2 separate regions of the Zea mays genome follow, and region 1 is linked to region 2. The links are chromatin contacts, called in public Hi-C maps. All regions are on one chromosome and are shown on one strand. The core of a region is the stretch at or near the end of the contact, and the rest is flanking DNA. Distances in the headings are between cores, read along the strand shown.

Region 1 (3,391 bases), core at 216-2,715, 360 kb before region 2:
ACCTCACCATTACATCAATTTTTCTTTTATAGATCCTCATTTAAAACAAAACATGATGTTTTACTATCATAGAGCACATAATTAAGGAAAAATCATAATTCAAATAAAGTACATAAATTTCAAAAAGCTTAAAGAATATATAGCCCGTAAATTAATCAAAGTAAATAAAATGTGAAAAACTTTAAAACAACTATGTTCATAAAAAAACTACTTGTCATCACCATCTTAATTTCTTCTCGGCAACTTCTTCCTCATTTTCTTTGTTCTTTTTTAATTGTTTGGTAGTTTTTAGCAAGCCAACATGCATGTGGATTGTTTCCATGCATTTATTCATGTGATCATACACCTTTGTATGTTTTATCCTCTCCCTAGACTTATAGAACTGCTTCATTATGGTCAGCCCATTCATTTCCATCAACATATTTAGGGTAGTATGTACTGTTGAATTGTAGATTATTGCGGTGAGAAAATTGTTGTGAGCTGATAATTATAGAAAAACAGAAAATTACTTGATTAAAACAATTATCAACTATAGACTTTTATAAAGGAATTACAACTTGTAACATGAATGACAGGAATCTCGAAAATTTAGGGTAGAAGGTGATTCTAAATTGAACTAGAGAAATAATATGAAGATTTTTAGAAATCTATTTTGCTATTGTATTCGTTTGGTTGGTATTCTGAATTTTTTAGAAACAATCTAGTTTAGAAAGCTGAACCAAACACACTCTTTAGTATATTAGTGACCCTAATTTTCGTCCGCTATCATCAACCCTAGCTAATTTCCATCAGCCGTTCGATACGGATAGAAATTAGTTAGGCTAATTTCATGGGTTTTTTGGCCGACAAAAATTGATCAGATTATTATTATGGAGGCCTCTACATTGCTGCTGAAGAGCGGAATGGGCTAGCGATCGTGGAGACCGATTTCAGACTGCAGTGTGGTAGGTGCGATGCTGCAGCGTCCAATGCAAGATCGGTTTCGTCTTCGGTTCATTATAGAGGAGGCGATTCAGGCTAGGAGAGTACGCTACTGAGTGGATAATTATTTCACGCGAGAAAAGAGGGCCGAATATTAGTATTGCTCGGGATTATGATCACTTTCGTGCCATTTTGTGGATGAAGGAAAAAAAAGAAAAGATCATCCATCCGGAGTTTCCGGAGCGCGCGCATCGCTCGGCGACTCGGCGTACCGCTCCACGCCTTCACCCTCGTGGCTTCCCTTCTCCCTCGTGGCCTCCCTTCTCTCTCTCCCTCGGACTCTCTTTTCTGGCGGCCACACGTCAGGGCGAGCGGCGCCGCCCGTGGCCAGCTAGGCCTTCGTCGGAGCGCCTCGTCGGCGACGAGCATCCACCCCAGGTACATATATGCCCGCACATTCCCTTCCCCCGCTTCCTGCCGCGCGAATCCAAACCCTAATGCATGCATTGCATTCTTCTATTCGGATCGATCTGACCATGCATGCATTTCACTTCACCTAGCCGTTTCGATCTATTAGGACCGATCTGATCATGTATTTCATTCTCACCTAGCTAGCTTTGTTTACACAGCCATGTCCCACGCCGGGGCCTCCATCGGCGGCGGCGGCGGCGCTGCTCGCGGCCGCAGCCGCAGCCTCGGGAGCAGCAGCAGAGCCGGCAATGGCAACGGCGCCGGGGCGTTCGTGAGGGCGGGGGCCGACGGCAACGAGATGTACGTGCGGGCGGACAAGATCGACCTCAAGACCCTGGACGTGCAGCTGGAGAAGACGCGGTCGCAGGTGTGGCTGGACCACCAGCGGTCGGCGGCGTCGCCGCGGCCGGAGACGCCGCTGCTCGGGTGGGAGATCGACCTCCTCGGCAAGCTCGACATCCAGAACCAGATCGCGCATGGCACCTTCGGCGTCGTGTACCGCGGCACCTACGACGGCCACGACGTCGCAGGTACGTCCGCGTTCACACATGTGCGGGCGTAAAATGCGCTCCTTTTTAATTTCGCCGCTCCTGCTTATATGTGGAAACAAATTAAGCGACGCCGCTGAACATGCTTGCTCTATCAGCCATATATATATACAACACCGCTCGCCCGGACGATGTGCTGCCGCTGCCACGGTTTAAATTTTCACCGGTTAAAAAAAATCCAAAACACGTACGGTTTAATTTTTCACCGATAGAAAATCCGAAATATATTATCGGCGTGGAGGCTGATGGAAACTGGAAAGCCTTATTTCGGCTAAAAATTTCGAACACATTGTATTTGGATGCAGTGAAGGTTCTGGACTGGGGGCATGATGGGCAGGACACGGCGGCGAAGCACCGCGAGGCCTTCGAGAAGGAGGTCGCCGTCTGGCAGAAGCTTGACCACCCCAACGTCACTAAGGTTACGTAAGCAAAATTCATTCACGGCCATCGTCGAGTTCACTCACGTCTGACGAATCCCAGAAACTTGACGGCATATGTTCGCGCAGTTCGTGGGCGCGTCGATGGGGACGTCCCAGCTGAAGATCCCCAGGAAGCAGGGGTCGACGTCGACCTCCTCCTCCTCCTCCTCTTGCGGCGGTCGCACTGCGCCGAACGAGTGCTGCGTCGTCGTGGTAGAGTTCCAGCACGGCGGCACGCTGAAGACGCTGCTGTACAACCACCGGGACAAGAAGCTTTCCTACAGGAAGGTCGTCCGGCTCGCGCTAGATCTCGCCAGAGGGTGAGTGAGTACGTCATGAATGAGTTGATGTATCATGTATGTAGTAGCGCTTCACGCACCAGTATATATATGGTCGCTGATGGCGGCATGGCGCGCGCGGGTCGCGACGGGATCATGCATGCATGCAATTGCAGGCTGAACTACCTGCACTCGAAGAAGATCATGCACCGCGACGTGAAGGCGGAGAACATGCTGCTGGACCGTAAGCGGACGCTGAAGATCGCCGACTTCGGCGTGGCGCGCGTGGAGGCGCAGAGCTGCGAGGTGACGGGGCAGACGGGCACGCTGGGCTACATGGCGCCGGAGGTGCTGCAGGGGAAGCCGTACGACCACAAGTGCGACGTGTACAGCTTCGGCATCCTGCTGTGGGAGACCTACTGCTGCGCCATGGCCTACCCCAACTACAGCCTCGCCGACATCTCCTACCACGTCGTCAAGCTGGTGCGCTAGTTTGCTCTATCGGTCCGCATGCATCGTCATCTCCACTGAGCTATGAGCTCTGATCGTCCATACGTTGCCTGCTGCAGGGCATCCGGCCGGACATTCCGAGGTGCTGCCCTCGGCCGATGGCGGACATCATGACGCGGTGCTGGGACGGGAACCCAGACAATCGGCCGGAGATGTCGGAGGTGGTGGCGCTGCTGGAGAAGATCGACACCGGCAGCGGCAAGGGCGGCATGACGCCCGTCGACGACGTCTCGCAGGGGTGCAC
Region 2 (3,598 bases), core at 623-3,122:
GAACTTTGTCGGGGTAGGAAGGCTGAGTACCTTGACATTTCTTTCAAGGATAGTATCAAGGGGTGGTGCTTCGAGTGGTTCACCATGGAGAATCACAACAAGTCTCTGCCTGCTCGTTCTGAAAGGCAACCTGATGTCCGGATGTCAAGTTGGATAGATGCCTTAATTGACTCTAAGGTTTTAGAAGCCATGATCCAATTGAAATTAAGATCATGAACATGGTCTCCAATATGACACTTTAACTGGCAAAATCTGTTATCTTAAATGGGAGTATCTCTCCCTCTCTCTCTTTGTGTGTGAGTGAGTAATGCCAATCTTTTGTTGTTGGTGTATATAAAATTTTAGTTGATGCGCAAAGTTTTTTTAAAAAACTATACTTAGGAAAACTCAATGTGCTTAGTTATAAATCTAAATAATAATCTGCATGCCACAGGTTGTAGGTTCTGCTTCAACATTGAAGCAAGATAAACACTGGAACATCCTTGTTGAGAGTGCCAAGGAGCGAAACTGCTTATTCAAGGTGTGTTTGTGACTGCTGCTATTATTGTTTCCTTAGCATGAAAGCGTAAAACATCTGGATGAGTCCAAACTACGCACGTTTTGCAGGTCCCCAAGCCATTCACCGCATTCTTTGCAGAGGGTAACCCGAAGACTATGAAGGTGGAAAGGCATCGTCTGCCAGAGCCGAATGCTCGAGTGCTAGAAGAGATCAACCAAGAAGTTGTAAGGCAAGAGACCATGAATGTCGATGATGCCGCCGACCATGCAGACGTAGGGGACGACGACGATGATGGTATGGATGCCGATGATGGAGGCGACGATGATTGATTGTAAGATTCAAAGGCTTGGGTGGCCTGGGAAAGCGGTTACCTAGACTACTAATATAAAAGAGGAGTTGGTTTTCTTGGGTAGACGTAGCAGTTACTTAGGATTGAAAGATAAAAAATGGAAGCGATGATTCTTTTCTCTTATCTAATTACGGGGAGAAGCGACCATCGCAGAGCGTATATGGGTGACAATGAGCTCTAAATTGTACACTATAAGATTTAAAGTTCAGATTAGGATCAGTTCCTATTTCTATTTATTTTTTAAATTGAAGTTTATTTAGGACCCTATCATTTTGTGAAGAATTATTTGTACCGCGATGTATTACCACCCCTAATTATTTTTTGTGAAACTGCAGAGGTGACAAATATGTCCCTTATGTCTGTTTTCCGTGGTTCACACTTCACAGTTAAATTGATGGGACTGGAGCCTGGAGGTGCACCAGCTCCAGTATTTGACTTCACGGATTGAGTTGAGATAGTGAAGAACGTAAACAGTGAAGCATGTGGATACCAGCTATCCAAACAGGCAACAACGTTGATCCAAGCAGCGTTTTACAGTTACATGCAGAAAATTTCGTGTGGGTCATATCTTACAAACACATACCCATCTCCCAAACACAAAAATCTCTGAATTCGAAGGATATAAACTGGAAACTTTGTCGTTTCAACCAGAACGTCCCCGTGTAGTACGAAAATAACAAAAACCAGCTCTATGGCATCAGTGTTTTCAGAACGTCGGATTAGTCGCGATTAATCGGCGGTTAATCGACTGATCGTAGCTCTGGAGCCGATGAAGGTAACGACGCGGTCGGGGCGATCAGCTGACCGTCCGATAGTTGGCGATCAATCGCGACTAATCCTCCGATTAGTTTAGGAACGGTCAGCCTGGCTGGCTGGATTGAAATTTCGGCCCAGTTGCCCACTTCACTTGCCCAGCGGCCCAGCCCAGCTTCTTTTTCCCAATTCCCACCACGTGAGCAGAAGCTGCACAACCAAGACTCCAAGAGCCAACAGAGCAACAGCCCAGGCACACACGACTAGAACCAGGCAACCAGCTGCGGAGGGAGGAAACCTAGCGGAACACTGTGCAGGTGACGGCGGCGCGCTACCGGTGACAGGGGATACGGCGGCATCGTCCCCTCCTCCATCCCCGGCGCGGCGGCGCCAGCAGCCGGCCTGCAGGTACTGTCTCCAGTCTCCAGAATCCAGATTCAGAGCTTCCCTGTTTTCTGGTGTGCTTTGTTGTAGCCTGTCCTGTAGGTATGGGCGTATGGCTGTTGCCTGTTGGCCTGTTGCTGCCCATGTCCATGTTTGTTGGTTTTCAGTTTTACTTAGATGCTGAAAGCCTGAAACCTTCCAGTGATTATTTGCTTCATGTTGTAGTATGGCACTATGGCTGTTGGCCTGTTGCTGCCCATGTCCATGGGCGTATCACGTATGGCTGTTTGCCTTGTTGAAAGCCTGAACCTGAAGCCATGTCCATGGGCGTGTAGTTATATGTATGAAGGTTGATCGGTTCCTATAGCCCTGGACGATCAGGATGTCTGATTGACCGATCAGAGCCCGGTTAATCGGGCTGGTCGTCGACTAATCATGATTAGTCGGCTGATCGCCCCTCTGGCGATCAGCCGATCTGAAAACATTGGATGGCATGGTAGTTAATTTTCGTGCAACTTCATAAGAACGCATGAAAATAGTGTTTTTGAAGCAACCTTTGAGGAGCTTCAAATTTTTTCATAAAATTGGTCTCTAGTTTCAGTTTTTAAAAGCTAGAGCTCGTGGAGCCCAACCTGTTTGAAACGAAGAAGCTAGAATGGACCTTAAATTCTTAAAGTGGAGCCCTCCCAAACATAGCCTAAGGGAGTGTTTGAAAGCAAAGTATTTTTAGAATTTTGAAGTAAAACCATGATACTATAGTCATTATTCACTATCATGGTTTTACTTCAAAATTCTAAAAATACTTTGCTTTCAAACACTCCCTTAGGCTATGTTTGGGAGGGCTCCACTTTAAGAATTTCAGGTTCATTCTAGCTTCTTCGTTTCAAACAGGCTGGGCTCCACGAGCTCTAGCTTTTAAAAACTTAAACTAGAGACCAATTTTATGAAATTTTTTGAAGCTCCTCAAAGGTTGCTTCAAAAACACTATTTCATACGTTCTTATGAAGTTGCACGAAAATTACCTACCATGCCATCGGTTATACAACCTACCGATACACGTCTCTCCCCGCTCATCACAGGCCACTAATCATAAGGATAATTGAGGGAACTCACACAAATTAATTGTATTACAGAAGCTAGAGTCTATGTGCAAGGCAAACACTTCTGTAATCCACATTAACAATATGTTGATGTTGTTTTGTGGTGAAACCGGAAAACTGAACCTGTAATTTTTGGAGTAAAGCTATCCTAAACAAGGTTACTGTGCTAATTATAAGAAAAGTAAAGTTTTGAAGGGCCAAAACACATTTAGGCCTTGTTCGGTTATTCCAATTCTATAAAGTGCATTGGAATGAATTGAGATGAATTTTAACTTATACACTGTTTGGAAGTAACCCAGTTTTTAAGAAACCAATTTTTATCTTTTAGCTAGAAGAGGCCAGCTTCTTAGTTTTTAAGAAACTGAGAATCTAATTTCTATAAACTAAGTCATAAATTGGTATGTTTGGAACTACCTCAATTTCTATAAACCTGTTTCTTAAAAACTGGGTGCTTCCAAACATGGTCTTAGTATGAATTTAAACCGCCTCATTACCGCCCAATCCACGTGCATT

Evidence for each region. Hi-C and Micro-C count contacts between places; a contact is called where the count stands out from the background.
Region 1: a contact with region 2 is called in a Hi-C map of leaf, with 4 times the contacts expected there. The contact joins the promoter of LOC103627983 here to the promoter of LOC100280423 in region 2. A contact is called at or near these places in 2 of 25 Hi-C or Micro-C datasets (leaf and tassel).

Annotation. Positions count from the first base shown.
Region 1 is chr5:8,093,770-8,097,160 of Zm-B73-REFERENCE-NAM-5.0, reverse strand. It overlaps LOC103627983 (serine/threonine-protein kinase STY13), which reads left to right and starts at 1,465. Exons shown (of 5, transcript XM_008648278.4): 1 at 1,465-1,922; 2 at 2,246-2,358; 3 at 2,447-2,679; 4 at 2,814-3,120; 5 at 3,207-3,391. The coding sequence starts at 1,553.
Region 2 is chr5:7,738,952-7,742,549 of Zm-B73-REFERENCE-NAM-5.0, reverse strand. It overlaps LOC100280423, which reads left to right and starts at 1,872. Exons shown (of 21, transcript NM_001361078.1): 1 at 1,872-2,009.